2 separate regions of the Mus musculus genome follow, and region 2 is linked to region 1. Evidence: chromatin contacts called from public Micro-C data. All regions are on one chromosome and are shown on one strand. The core of a region is the stretch at or near the end of the contact, and the rest is flanking DNA. Distances in the headings are between cores, read along the strand shown. Region 1 holds the start of Kank4 (KN motif and ankyrin repeat domains 4). Region 2 has its middle 37 kb from the start of Usp1.

The links. A called contact is a pair of places that touch in the nucleus more often than the background predicts.
Region 2: a contact with region 1 is called in a Micro-C map of embryonic stem cells, with 1.6 times the contacts expected there. The contact joins the enhancer-like site here to the promoter of Kank4 in region 1. A contact is called at or near these places in 8 of 39 promoter capture datasets (the HPC-7 cell line, cranial neural crest, embryonic stem cells and 4 more), 1 of 15 datasets of contacts at CTCF or cohesin (embryonic stem cells), 17 of 484 Hi-C or Micro-C datasets (cumulus cells, embryonic fibroblasts, embryonic stem cells and 3 more), 8 of 115 datasets of contacts at active chromatin or transcription factors (craniofacial prominence, double positive thymocytes, embryonic stem cells and 1 more) and 3 of 9 other capture datasets (adipose tissue, liver and pancreatic islet).

Annotation. Positions count from the first base shown.
Region 1 is chr4:98,816,160-98,819,646 of GRCm38.p6, reverse strand. It overlaps Kank4 (KN motif and ankyrin repeat domains 4), which reads left to right and starts at 2,110. Exons shown (of 10, transcript NM_172872.3): 1 at 2,110-2,221. It overlaps I0C0044D17Rik (RIKEN cDNA I0C0044D17 gene), which reads left to right. Exons shown (of 3, transcript NR_151512.1): 3 at 1-1,172.
Region 2 is chr4:98,885,479-98,888,731 of GRCm38.p6, reverse strand. No RefSeq gene overlaps it. Among named protein-coding and RNA genes, the nearest start is that of Usp1, 37 kb to the left of the region's middle. Within about 2 kb of position 1,626, at least 3 of the 459 cell types and tissues checked have an H3K27ac peak or open chromatin away from gene starts, as enhancers often do.

The sequences.
Region 1 (3,487 bases), core at 861-3,360:
GGATGGTCTGAGCCTCCGAAGCCCTGGCTGCCCCAGTTCAGCCCGTGACTCCTCTGACTCAGAGCTACCCTGGAGACGGTTCCTCCTCTGAGTCATCAGGCTGAGCTGCTTTCGAGGATAGTAGAGTCTGGCACTGCCCTCCATCTTCTCAGCAAAGGTGCTGGGCCTCCACACCCGAGTGCCAGCCCCACGCCTAATTAGGCTCACAATGCCCAGAAATCAAGGAACAAGTTCTTCGAGGTATCTGAGAGTGCAGAAGGTTCCAAGACTGGGACTTAGAATGCTCAGGGTTCTGTTCCAGCTCAGCCAAGTAGCTTGTGTGACCTTGGGCTAGTCACAGAACACCCGAAGCAGAAGGAGTAAGTGATCTACACTGGCTGTGTTGCACAAGGATGTTGAGAGGCCAAAAACCAAATGCAGACAATGAGGCACAAGTCCAGGAGCTTAACCTGGTTATAGGGACAAGACTTAGCATTTTATTTTATTTTATTTTATTTTTGGTTTTCTAAGACAGGGTTTCTCTGTGTAGCCCTGGCTGTCCTGGAACTCACTCTGTACACCAGGCTGGCCTTGAACTCAGAAATTCACCTACCTCTGTTTCTCAAGTGCTGGGATTAAAGACATGTGCCACCACTGCCTGGCTAGGGCTTAGCATTTTAAAGTAAGATTCATTCCTTTTCATTTTATATGTCTGAATATTTTACCTGCATTGTATGTTTATGTATGTGCTCCAGGAACATACATGCCTAATGCACCAGGAGGCCAGAAGAGTACGAGTATGGTACGCTGAAACTAAAGTGACCAGTTGTGAGCCATCATTCCAACGCTGGGAATCAAACCTGGGTCCTCTGCAAGAGCGGCATTTTAAAAATGAGGTGTCGGAAAAAATAGAGACCTCACTTAAATGTCTGGGTTTCTGGCTTCTCTGGGAAAATGAGCCGCTCCTGTCATATTCCTTCCTTTCACCGGATGAGGATAACCCAGCAGGCCTTAGTAGGCAGAGTCTGAGGCTGCTCTCCCTTGGGCCACAGACCCTCCCCCAACTCCTATTTGGGCTCCAGCACTGAGGCCATCATTCCCATTTGTTACTGCTATCATGAAAGCTTCGTGGAAATGAAGTCATCCTAATAACTATGTTTCTGTCGAAACGGAAATTAAATGTCTCTTGATTCAAATTATCTGTCCCATCTGGGTCACGATGTCAAAAATAAAACTCCTTGGGCTGCTTTCTGGGCATGGATTCTAGGAAGGTGGGCCAGGGGAGGTCACAGCTGGACTCTGGATACCTGCCAGCTGCCATCTCCTTCCCTCCCCCTTCTGTTGGTCCTCTCTGTGAGGGGTTAGGAGAAACCACTCCACTTCTCTTTCCAGGTGTTGGCCCAAGTGGTCCTTAGCTATCTGTCCATTCAAGCTTAGTAACTTTTAATTGGTACAAAGCTGCTGTGGAGATGGGTGTATGAAGAGAAGACGGATTTTTATGTGGAGCTGAAACATGGATTTGGAAGGAAATTGGAAGGGAAATGGCTTAGGAGACATCTAAGTCCTGTTGTGAACGACTCTCACACCCCCACACTGGGGCTAGGACCCCACTGCTCACAGGATCTCAGTTGTCAGGCCTTGGTTCGTGTTCTGATTTGGGCAGTTATTACCCTTACCCTGTCTGATACTGTTTCTCCACCATGGTGGGGACGGAAACGTCTAGACTCCAGAGTCTAGACAAACTTAGAAAAACGCACGGGGGAGCCCTGGGGAAATCTGGAAAGCGCCTTACACAGGCTGAGACTTTTCTGGTTTCTTTTCCAAAAGTTTTTCTTCTTAACTCTGTCCAAGGCTAAGACCCTCCCCTCGGTGTCGCAATTCTGCCCCTTCCTATACACCAAAGCCCGCGCCGCGTCAGGAAGGCGGGGACTCGGGTGGCGGCGGCGAGGATCCGGCTCCTGCGCTCCCAGTCCCGCAGCTGGCGCGGTAGGTGTGCCCACAGCTAGTGCGTCCCGGCTCCAGGCCCAGCCCGGCGACCTGAGGGCGCCCGGAGGGTGTGCGCGCCCGGGACAGCAGGGTGCGGCGGCGCGCGGTGCGTGCCGGACGCGGACGGTGCAGAGGAAGGAGGATCGTGCCACTGAAGACCGTGCAGCTGCAGCTGCGTGCACCCCGAAGCCGGGTGGGAGCTCGCGTTGCTCCTGCACAGCGGTCGCTTCCTGCCAGAACCCCGCGGTTCCCCAAGGTAAGTGGTCTGGCGTCCTCTCGCCCCGGACACACGCCCCGCGCGACCCAGGCTGCGCCCGCTGCGCTCCGCGACCCCTGCTAGCGCCGCGTCCCTGCAGAGGCTGCGGCAGCCTGAGCCGGGAGTCCGGAGGGTCGGGGAAGGAGGGTACCCGCTCTTGCTTTCCAGCTCTGGGTACTAGGGAGACCGTAGAAGGGGGATCTCGTCGTCCTTGAGACTCAGGTGGTGCAGACCCTCGCAGCTGTCCTCAGACGGACGCTGCGGTCCTGGATGCAGCTTACGGGACTGGGGGCGCCTCCCGGCTGGCTTACAGGACTACCTTAAATATCGCCGAGTCTCTTTCATTTTGCAAAACATCGCGCCTGTTCCCCAGCCCGCACCTCCCTCCTCCTAGGTGAAGTTTCTAGAGCTATGATGGGATGCGACCTTGGGCAGAGGGAGGAGGGCTGCCCTGCATCTGTGTGCTAGGCGCTGGCTGAGGATACTTTGCCAAGCCCATGTGCCTCTTGGTTAGCTCTCCTCCCCTCCCCATCTTCTTTAAGGTCAAATCTTTGACCCCAGAACTTTGTCGCTGCAGACTGACCAGTTACAGACAGGAGCTGAAAAGTCCATGCATTCTACGCTTGGCTGGAACCTACTCTCATCGTGCTACCCTGGGCTGCAGAAAACCAGACTACTACTTCCCAAGCATCCTGGGATACAGACTTGTAAGACCAGGGTGGGCATTTTCCAGGAGAAAGAGGCTATTCCATTTCAAGGATGTCCTCTGAGGCTTGTGCAAAGTCTTATGCAAACAGGACCAGGGGAGAATCACCTGCAGCCAGTGATGGGGTTACAGCCAAGAGAGAAGGCATCTCTAGTTTAAAGTGCAATCCCGGAGGACCTACCTGAGTAAACCAAATTGGGCTCCTTAGCTTCTCAAGACAGGGCACAGAAAAGCATGTTGCTTCCCAAGGAAGCAGAAGTGGGGTCCACTTTGGCATTGCCCTTAAAGTCCAGCCTCCTACCTCAAGGAGGCGTGATGTGTCTCAGGGACAGTGTGTTGTAGGAATGATGTAAAAGCCAGAGAAAAAGCACACACAAAAAAAGTTCAGAACCAGATATCAGGCAAGGTTTTCAGATACAAAGGTAAACAGAACCGTGCACTGGCTTCAGGAAGCTTGCTGTCCAATGACCAAGACGGAGTGAATCACATCACTCTGGTGTAGAATTCTGCTGCGTTCTCTGATTCTAAACTTGGGTTCCCTGAGAACTGGGGATGGGCTG
Region 2 (3,253 bases), core at 377-2,876, 70 kb before region 1:
CCAGTCTCTCTCCTGTCCCCTTTGGTCTGCCTGACTGCCCCCCAAACCCTTACCTTTCTGTTTTTTTCCAAAAGAGACAGGGTTTCTCTATGTAGCCCTGGCTGTCATGGAACTCACTCTGTAGACCAGGCTGGCCTTGAACTCAGAAATCCGCCTGCCTCTACCTCCCAAGTGCTGGGATTAAAGGCATGCGCCACCACTGCCTGGTGAACCTCTCTGTCTTAAACCGCGGGTCCCACCTTTTGTAGTTCACACTTCCTCTTACTGGTAGGGAGAGCTCCCCACACCATGCCATTGCCCTGGGACTGACCCAGTTCTTATTCCCTGTGGTGTTGTCACTTCTATTCACACTGGCATTTACTACAGGAGGGATGTGCCCCGTCCTCCGCTTCCCTGGATGGGCGGGTGTCTTCAGCTTACCCCCCCCCCACCCCCCACTGTCCTCCAACTTCTCTCAGTTCATCTCCCCGACTGTTTACTCTCTTACATCCTTGACTTTTGGGGTCCCTGAATGTTTGCAGCTCCGCTGAAAATTCACTCATTCCGCCCCCCAGCCCCGGATTTAGATAGAGAAAGATAGGAATAAAAAATTTTGCCTGTCTATCCACTCACTGTACAAGGCTGTAGGCTTGTTTAGGAAAAGAACCCTGTGTGATTTGTCCTTGTGTATGCGGCGGCAGCATGCACACTAAAATGATTAGGCTCTTCCCTATTCTGACTCTGGAGCTCAAGTCACCTTCAGGACCTCACAGAGGACCCCCCCTCCAATTTTCCTACATGTAAGACACTTATATTTTATTTTATTATTATATTGTTTGCTCTATACTGAGTTTTTTAAAAATGTTTCCATGATATTTGGTGCCTGGCACAAATAATCAATAAAGTTTGAATCCATTTCTTTTTAAGTATTCTAGATCACAGGCTCTTTAAATATGTAAAACCTTTTACATTAATAATTTAAATAGTTAGACTTGAGTAACTAAAATAATCAGGGCTTCTGAGTTAAGAAAAGAGAATATACAGAAGTATTTGATAAATTAATTGGGTATTTAAAGGCCACCTGGAAATTGAAGAAAAAAATTTTGTTGTTGTTGTTTTGGTTTTGGTTTTTTGAGACAGGGTTTCTCTGTATAGCCCTGGCTGTCCTGGAACTCACTTTGTAGACCAGGCTGGCCTCGAACTCAGAAATCCGCCTGCCTCTGCTTCCCGAGTGCTGGGATTAAGGGCGTGTGCCACAACGCCCGGCTGAAGAAAATTAAGGTAAAAAATAAGTTTAATTCAGGGGAAGGATGTCTTCAACAAAGAATGCGATGAAACAATTCAAGAGGACTGCAGCAGGGCCATGAAATATATTTTGTGCCCATGAACAGTAGGTGGCGCTCATATCATAGCACTGACTGGTCCTCAGCCATGGGAAGAGTGACCTGAAAATATCAAAGGATAAAAATGCCAGAGAGGAAACTGAAGACAGGGGACTGCAGCTAAGCTCCGAGGTAGATATGGCAGAAGACACTAGTTTCAGCAACAACGTAAAATTAAAAGCTAAAGGATAGTCCAAACGCCATTCCAGAGCCCTACCTGGGGAGTGCATTCTCTTCTCCCAGTGAGATGGAGTCTGTTCGCGGCTTAAAGAGAGAGAGGTTGTCGCTCAGTTGGTAGCGTGTTTGCCTAGCATCCACAAAAACCTGGGTTTCAATCCTAAACTCCTTAACTGAGCTGGGGGTGCATGCTCTAATTTCACCAGATAGAAGGAGGGGGATCAGAAGTTGGAGGTCACCCTTGACTACATGGCCAATTCCAGGCCAGTATGGGTTATATACCCAGAAACAGAAGAGAGTAGCAGAGAAAAGCCACATAGGTGACAGAGGGGACAGAGCCTAGGGAAAACCTTCTCTTTCTGACCAAGGCCAAGAAGCCACTTTAAAAAGATACCTGCAGAGCCAGTTGCTTTGAAACCAGAAAAAGCAAAAGGTCTTTTCTTTTTGTCTGCATGATGGTACACTGAAATCTGGTCTGCAGAAAACCTGTAGATAATTGGGGGAAACTGAGCCAGACCCCTCAGCATTCAGTGAGACAAAAATCTGGACTGAGCTGTAGTCTGGAGTGGGCCACACAGGCACCAGTTTTGCACATGTGCCTAAACCCTGCACAGCACGTCTCTTTGAAAAACCTCCCAGGTGGGTGGCGCCATCACACAAGAGAGACCACGAACTGCTGCAAAGCTCTGTCCTTCCTTCCCTTGTATTCCTCAAGATATGGAACGTCAGATTAGTGGACCAGCTTTGGGTTTTTGTTTTTGTTTTTTTCTACTTCATTTTTTCTTCTATCTGATGGGGTTTCCCAAAGAACCTAGGATAGGGAGTTTGGGGTCTCCCTGTCTCAGCCTCACTGACTGCTCTTCCAGAGGTCCTGAGTTCAATTCCAGCAACCACATGGTGGCTCACAACCATCTGTAATGGGATGCCCTGGTGTGTCTGAAGAAGGCTACAATGCACTCATATACATAAAATAAATAATAATTTTTGTTTTAAAAAGTCCCATCTATGGGAGAAAAAAATGCCCATTCAAACATAGGAGACATTTAGCACACCAATTCAACAAGATCAGGAAAAAAAACTTCACTATGTCATATTATAATTGAAACTGTAAGACTCTGGGGAGCCTGAGCTCCCTGGGGACCCCCTGAGTAAACCACGTGGAGCCAGGATTGATGCAAAAAGCAAGAGGAATTTATTGTCCCAGTGCACTGGGGTCTTCCCAGACCCAAAGGAGAGGCAGTGACCCCCAGCACCCATTTGGCAAGTTTTTATATGGTTTCCAGGGGCAGAATAGCGCATCAGCAACTAGGCACAATGTGATTGGTGAAACAGTGCACTCTTTAACCTGGGAGGGGCAAGTGTTTCAGGACCTTCCCAAAGTTCCTAAGCTGACCTTTTTTTTCTCTTCTCCTCTCCTCTCCTCTCCTCTTCTCCCTCTCCCTCTCCCTCTCCCTCTCCCTCTCCCTCTCCCTCTCCCTCTCCCTCTCCCTCTCCCTCTCCCTCTCCCTCTCCCTCTCCCTCTCCCTCTCCCTCTCCCTCTCCCTCTCCCTCTCCCTCTCCCTCTCCCTCTCCCTCTCCCTCTCCCTCTCCCTCCTCTCTTCTCTCTCCTCTTCTCTTTTCTTTTTTTCTTTTTTTGTTTTGTTTTTCGAGACAGGGTTTCCTTGTGTTCCCCTAGCTGTCCTGGAACTCACGCTGTAGACCAGGCTGGCCTCGAA